Regions from separate parts of the Mus musculus genome. Here region 1 is linked to region 2. A link is a contact called in public HiChIP or PLAC-seq data. All regions are on one chromosome and are shown on one strand. Each heading gives the region's core, a stretch centred on a gene start, on an enhancer-like site or on the middle of the called end of the contact. The rest is flanking DNA. Distances are from core to core; before and after follow the strand shown.

Region 1 (3,358 bases), core at 235-2,734, 2.1 Mb after region 2:
CTCCCTGAGGGCCACAAGAATCCAGGCCCATACTGTTGGGGCTGATTGGTATCTCTCAGTGGTGGAGTCAGGAATGATAGCATGGAATCTGTTCACAGCAGGCGCCAACTTCAAGAATCCTCTTACTTCTGGGTGATGGTACAATTTAGTACGAAAATGTAGCTCACTTCTCTCATTATGTAATTCAGGCCCACAAAAATATTCTCTCTTTCCTTTTTTAAAGGAATCCTCAACCTTTTGATTCCCCTGTTGGCATGTGAAATGTCTTTGAGAACTGCCACAGATAAAAAATTACTTGAAAAAAGATTTAAGGGTTGAGATTCTCTTAGCTTGTAAGTGGCTGAAGGAGATCCAGAGTTTGTGACTTACCAGGCTCATCTTTGGATTGTTCACCTGGAGCTCAAATCCCAAAGCCATTGTTGCATGAGAGAGACAAACTCAGGAGCAGCCAGCCCTTCCAGCTCTGCACAGAGGAGACCCTATATTAGAGTTTACAATGTCCAGTAGGAAGCCTGTGAAAGGGAGGGAATCGCAGCCAGATCTCTTCATTGTATCCTAGTTCCAAATGCCCATTCCATTGTCTCTACAGTCCTGTACTCTACTTCAACTCCCTCACCTGGTTGTCTCAGTAGTGTTAGAGACATTGTTTAGTAGCACAGTCCTCCTGCTTTAAGGGGGACAGAAGAAGCCAGAGTCTGTGTCCAGGCCTCCAGTACTATTAGGAACCAGATAGTTTCTTGATCCAGATTCTCCCTCTCTGCCTTTCCCTTCTTTCTTTTACTTTTTTTTTTTTTAACCAGGAAATGTTAACAAGCCGGTTAATGTTGTCAGAGAACAAGAGCAGCAAAAACCTGTCCATGAGAAAGCTCTCTGGAATCTCATGATGACATTCAAGTTTACATCTGTCTTTTGTTGTTGTTAAGTCTTGAGTGACAACTTTAGTTAGTTGGGTAACACTACTTTTCTATTTCATTTTCTTTAGATATAAGTTAGATGTCAAAATTAAGATAATTCGGTCTTAACCTTGGAGATGTGCAGGAAAAACAGAATTAAGTCGGAACCAGGGGATTTGGCTCTGCTCTCTGAATGTGCTGGGCCCACCCATTTTTGTTTTATTAAGGACTATGCTGGCTGTTGATCAGAGCACAATCTCCATACACTGTTTAGCAGGAGAAACTCAATTAACAAAAAAAATCAACCTGAGATGAATGGCTGTTGCCATGGCAACCTTTGAACAGCCTGGAAGGATGTGTTTGCTGAGCGGCTTCCTTGGCCACGTGCTAAAGCAGGACACAGACTCATTCAAACAGAACAAATCCATGTGGTACGATAGCTCTAAAAACCCAAATATGCCACCCTGGTATATATACATACACATATACACACACACATTATTACTCAGACACACTCATGTGCGAATGCTGCTCCTGGGAAGACTCCCCTGCCTCTGCAATGTATCAGAAGTTCACTTCACAGCGGGATTTTTGTCACTGAAACCTTCCTATCATTGATCCTGACTGGCTTGCCTTTTCAAGTGTCAGTCAGCTGAGTCTTACTGTACAACCTAATTATGGCCCAGAGCTCTACTCCCTAAATTAATAAAACATTCTGACATAAGAGGCACAAACGAGGATGGCAGGGACCAGTGAAGTTTGTGTTTGGGAACACACTCAAACTCAGTCTCAAACAGACACCATTTGAAAGCTTTGCTTCCTGCTCACTTTCACATCTCTAAGTATTTCAAGGGGAGCAGCATGTTTGTTTGCATCTATGCATAATTCATCAAAACATCGCTCCGAAGGAGAGAAAATCCACGACAAACTTTCTAAGGTATTACCATTGTTACTTAAAACTTGGACACTAAGAACTCCGTCCCCTACAAAAGGAAACGTCTGCTTCCACAATGGAGCGTCCCATGGTCCTCACAGTCAGCTCTCACCCCTACAGAACAGCATTGGTATGTTCACAGTTCTCACAGAAGCCCAAACACCTAAGACGTATTTTATGTGTCAAGTTTGATGATGTCATCCAACATATGCTTATTGCAGTCTATAACACAGAAGTTAAAACTTCTAAAATGTGGCCCACCTCATGAAATCACTTGGTTAGAATTCTGCCAGACTTTCTAATGCTCTTAAAACAAAGTAGGTATGAATCACCCCTGAGGCAGACTGTCTGGAAAGGGCAGGCTCTAAATTTCTTCAGTCTTTCCTCTTTTTTTTTTTTCAATCTATAAAATGGAGATGGCATTAGTGTCTGCATTTTAGAGTTATTCTCAGAACTGGATATAATTTTACCTTGGAAACACTGACATACACAAATGTGGGGCTGTTATTACTTTTAATTTGATATGTAATTCACAAAAAAGAAAAACCTTTGTTACTGATTTATCCTAGAATTATGCTATAAAACATTTGGAAAAAGGAAAGGATTTACTCCTGCCAAATTGCATGCTCCTCCCCACATGGACTAACCTCAGAATAGCATTCTATAGGATATCTGTGGAAGCCTCCTTGATTCCTATCAAATGACAAACTGTTATCACAAGGAAGAGCCTATCTCATCCTAAGGAAGCTGGCATTATAGACTGTCCCCATGTGACATTTTATATGGGGCACAGTTTTCTAAGTGCGTACTGTTCAAAATCTGTTTAATAGGGGGTACACAATAACTTAAAATTGCTCCTAGGAATGTATGAGTTATTCGAACGTAAAATTGAGGCTAAGAGTGGCCACTGGAACAGAAATTGCACATGAGTCCTGCTGAAATGGTTAAATGGAGATGCCACATTTACATAATCTGTCTTTCTCTTGTCGACTTAAAACTAAATGTGTGACTCTTGCTTTCCAGAGTCAGTTAGTAACTTTGCTTGTATTTACTCTGAGTGCTTGAATGGAGATGCTTGGAGCCTTGGATATGTCAATATTTATGAACTGTGTTTGTTGTATAATTTCATGTAATGTTCTTGACTGACATCTGCTCACACAGCGTACAGTGTCTCTCATTAAGTGGGTATATACTTTGATAATAGAAACCTTGCTTATAATTGCTCAGCTCCTACTACATTCTCTATCTACTTACCCTGGACACTGTTTTTGTTTACTGTTTATTTCCCCTTTCCTCCCTCCATACCCTCCCATATGCTCCGTTCCTTTCAAAGTTCTCATCCTTTTTTTCATTAATTATTGTTATATACATACATGTATATGGATATACATGTATATTCCTAAACATAAACAACAAGCTCAGTTTGTATAATGTCACTTGTTTATATGTTTTCAAGGCTGCCCATTGGGTATCAAACAACCACTTGACTGTGTTCTTCCCTGGGTAAGACTATTTCACCCACTCTCAGGGT
Region 2 (3,282 bases), core at 425-2,924:
CACAGGGAGCTATGGCCACACCATGTCACCTAGCACTGCTGTGCATGAGTTGGGTGGGTGCCACCTGCTTGGCTAGGAGGAGAGTAGAGCCATGAAGCCCCTTGAGGAAGGATCTCCCTCTCCAAGTCGAGAATCCGTGTCTGGATGAATATACTCCTGTGCTTCTGTCAAGGGCAGTGAAGAGCATGCATACGCCATCAAGGGCCTATTTATCTTCATTTTGTTCACTGGTAATTTCACACATAGACACAATGGAATATGATCATATCTACCCTCATTTCCCCCTGTAACTCCCAAAACATCTCCTAATATGTTTGGTAACTTAGTAGGTGAGTGCTGCCCTTATGTGAATGGGTGTGGGCATCTCTACTTGAACACGGAAAACCCACCATAGGCCACACCTACCCAGAATGACTCTCCCTCCCCTACCCCAGCAGCTACCAATTGCCAATAGCATCTCCATAAGGGTGGAGCCAGGAGAAGAAAGGCTTCCTTCTACCTGACTGCTTTCCCACAACTCCATGTCCCTCGGATAGTGACTGGATACTAAGATTTTTCTATTTCCCTAATGAGATGCTACACAATAATAACGTTGTCGAGCCACATAACCACACCAAGGAGCAAACCTCAAAATCTTGGTGAGAGGGAAAGATGCCAGAAAGCAAAGGGAAGCTGCTGCTGGAGCCAACCTGTAGGGAGTGTGTGCAGGGATGCACACGTACTTATGTATATACATAGTGTGTGCATGAGAGAGAATGAATGAATGAGTGAATGAATGAATGAAAAATATTTTATCCTTGTTGGTATTTAGGGTTGGTATCTAGTGGTGAGTGTTAATGACAAAAAATTCTCTTATCTAGGGCATATTTAATTTCTTGTTAAAACCTTTGAAACTAGGTGGTCAATAGACTCAGAAAAATCAAATTAACAAAATGAGCCAGGAAGATTGTTACTGAATTACAAATAATTCTCTGTGGGACTCCAGGAAGGTGGTTGATGAGGGGCCAGATTGAAAGGCTCTGCCACAGCCTTCTTATTTCTGGAACATTCTATTTGAAGTCTGGACGCTGTTATCGGAAACGATAAAGATGCTCTTAGGTGTGTCCATTCAGAATTCTCCCTATTAGCCACAAGGTGTCAGGGCAGCCCACTTTAAAGCATTTTTCAGTGTTCCACTGAGGATCCCCAGAGGTCTGCTTAGGGTGGGAGTCAGACAAGGACCTTTTGAGGTTTCCCACAGAGAACTTCCCCGCGCTGGTGCACGCTGAATGAGGGACTCCTGCCAGGCCTTGTCCTCTGAGAGCAGGCATGCAGGGACCTTCTGTAGGATTTGCATTTTTATTCACCTCCCAGTGCCAGGCGGACGCCCCAGGAAGCATTAGCACAGAGACAGGAAGGCCAAGCTGTCACTTCTCAGGCAATTTTGCCTGTGTATAAAATGAGCGTTTTGAGATCCTGGTATCATAATTTTATCCAGGATGCATGAGCATCTGTACACGAAGGTTTGCAGTGGCTGGGTCGAGAGGCTGCATCCTAATTAATGTCTGTCTTGGACCACTCCAGACCCCGCCCCACTGTTCCAACCGTCTTTCACACCTGCCACTACTGCTGGAGGAGTGGGGTGGACAGCGGAAGGACCTGCAAGAGGACAACACAGGGCCTTATTCTTCCTACTGGCAGGGACCCAGAGAAGCTGGTCCGCTCCACAGACTGTCTTCCTGCCAGCCAGTCCTGTCCCCAAGCAGAAGCTGTGGCCTGGCGGGAGATCATTTTTCTTTAGCACCTGTGTAAGAAGGAGAGGATGTTTGAGGAGAAACAGCAATACTCCACCAAGAGTAAACAAAGGCGAGGGCTGAGCCATAGCTTTTTAACCAACTCCTCAGCCAGCAAGCTTCTGGTAGTGGGACCTGGCTCTAAGAGATCACTGGAAAAAAAAAATCTAGCTCAACTAAGCAGTTGTTCTTTGTGTTGTTGTGAGTCTTTTCATCTCTCTCCCCCCAATATCCTCTCTCTGAGAAATTATGCACATAAAAGATACACACAGCACAATCAATGATTCATGGCTGTGAGCTCTCCTGTGGTTTCCTGGAGATCTCTAGATGTCAAAACAGTACCAGGTTTTTACATGTTTTAGAAAACCAGTTTTAATTTTGCATTTTATTTATATGCGCATACATGGGTGTCTACAGAGGCCAGGAGAGGACAATAGATCCCCTGGAGCTGGGGCTACAGGCTGTTGTAAGCTGCCCTGCAGGTCCTGGGTGCTGGGTACCAATCTTGGTTATATGGGAGAGCAGGATGTGCTCTCAGCCTCAGAGCATCTCTTCCCTCAAAAGGCTGCAAGCTAATGAAAAACAATAACAATAACAGGACCTCCTAAAATATCAGAAAATAAAAATAACTACAGGCAGAATTTTATCGATCCCAAGTGGTCTCGTGACCTCTCTAAGTTGGTGATTTTCTCACCTATGAGAGACTGTGTGGCCTGAAATATCCTGTGTTGGTTTGTATATTCTTGGTCCAGGGAGTGGCACTATCAGGAGGCATGGCCTCGTTGGAGTAGGTGTGTCACTACAGGCATGGACTTAAAGACCTTCATCCTAGCTGCCTGGAAGCCAGTATTCTGCTAGCAGCCTTCAAATGAAGATGTAGAATTCTCAGCTCCTCCTGCACAATGCCTGCCTGGATGCTGCCATACTCCTAACTTGATGATAATGGACTGAACCTCTGAACCTGTAAGCCAGTCCCAGTTAAATGTTGTCCATGTAAGAGTTGCCTTGGTCATGGTGTCTGTTCACAGCAGTACAACCCTAGCTAAGACTTACCCTATGCATCAAGAGAGGTTCTTCTATGTGGAAGAATAAACCATGCAGTTTCTATTGTCTCTATGTTAAAGAACTGCCAAAGGCTACTTTTGAGGACATTTTCCCCTCCACTGTGTGTGTGCATGTGTGTGCATGAATGCACATTTGCATATATGTGTGCACGTGTGGAGGATGATATTGGGAATCATCTTTTATTGTTCTTCCATTGTATTCTTTGAGGCAGGGTGTCTCAGTCAAACCCAGAGCTCATGGATCTGGCTATTCCTGCTAGTTGCTTTGTTAAGATGATCCTCTGTCTCCTTTTGAGCCTGGAGTCACAGGAGAGTCCTCTTGTCTGCCTAGATCCAGATTTTGATTCTCGTCCTTGACTGGCACCTGTTTTAACCATGGAACCATTCCCCCAGTTTCTGTTTGAGAATTTAAAATAAAGGCTGCTCTACCCCTGGAAGATGGTCCC

The links. HiChIP or PLAC-seq counts read pairs in DNA pulled down with a chosen protein or histone mark.
Region 1: an H3K27ac HiChIP or PLAC-seq map of oligodendrocyte precursor cells shows a contact between it and region 2, with 15 times the contacts expected there. The contact joins two enhancer-like sites. A contact is called at or near these places in 8 of 484 Hi-C or Micro-C datasets (the N1E-115 cell line, cardiomyocytes, cerebellar granule neurons and 3 more) and 3 of 115 datasets of contacts at active chromatin or transcription factors (astrocytes, oligodendrocyte precursor cells and stem cell-derived neural progenitor cells).

Annotation. Positions count from the first base shown.
Region 1 is chr17:11,075,252-11,078,609 of GRCm38.p6, forward strand. All of the region lies in intron 2 of Prkn (parkin RBR E3 ubiquitin protein ligase), which reads left to right. Among named protein-coding and RNA genes, the nearest start is that of Gm41526, 57 kb to the right of the region's middle. Within about 2 kb of position 1,485, at least 21 of the 459 cell types and tissues checked have an H3K27ac peak or open chromatin away from gene starts, as enhancers often do. A contact at or near this core is called in oligodendrocyte precursor cells, where this site is marked.
Region 2 is chr17:9,022,122-9,025,403 of GRCm38.p6, forward strand. No RefSeq gene overlaps it. Among named protein-coding and RNA genes, the nearest start is that of 1700010I14Rik, 35 kb to the left of the region's middle. Within about 2 kb of position 1,675, at least 27 of the 459 cell types and tissues checked have an H3K27ac peak or open chromatin away from gene starts, as enhancers often do. A contact at or near this core is called in oligodendrocyte precursor cells, where this site is marked.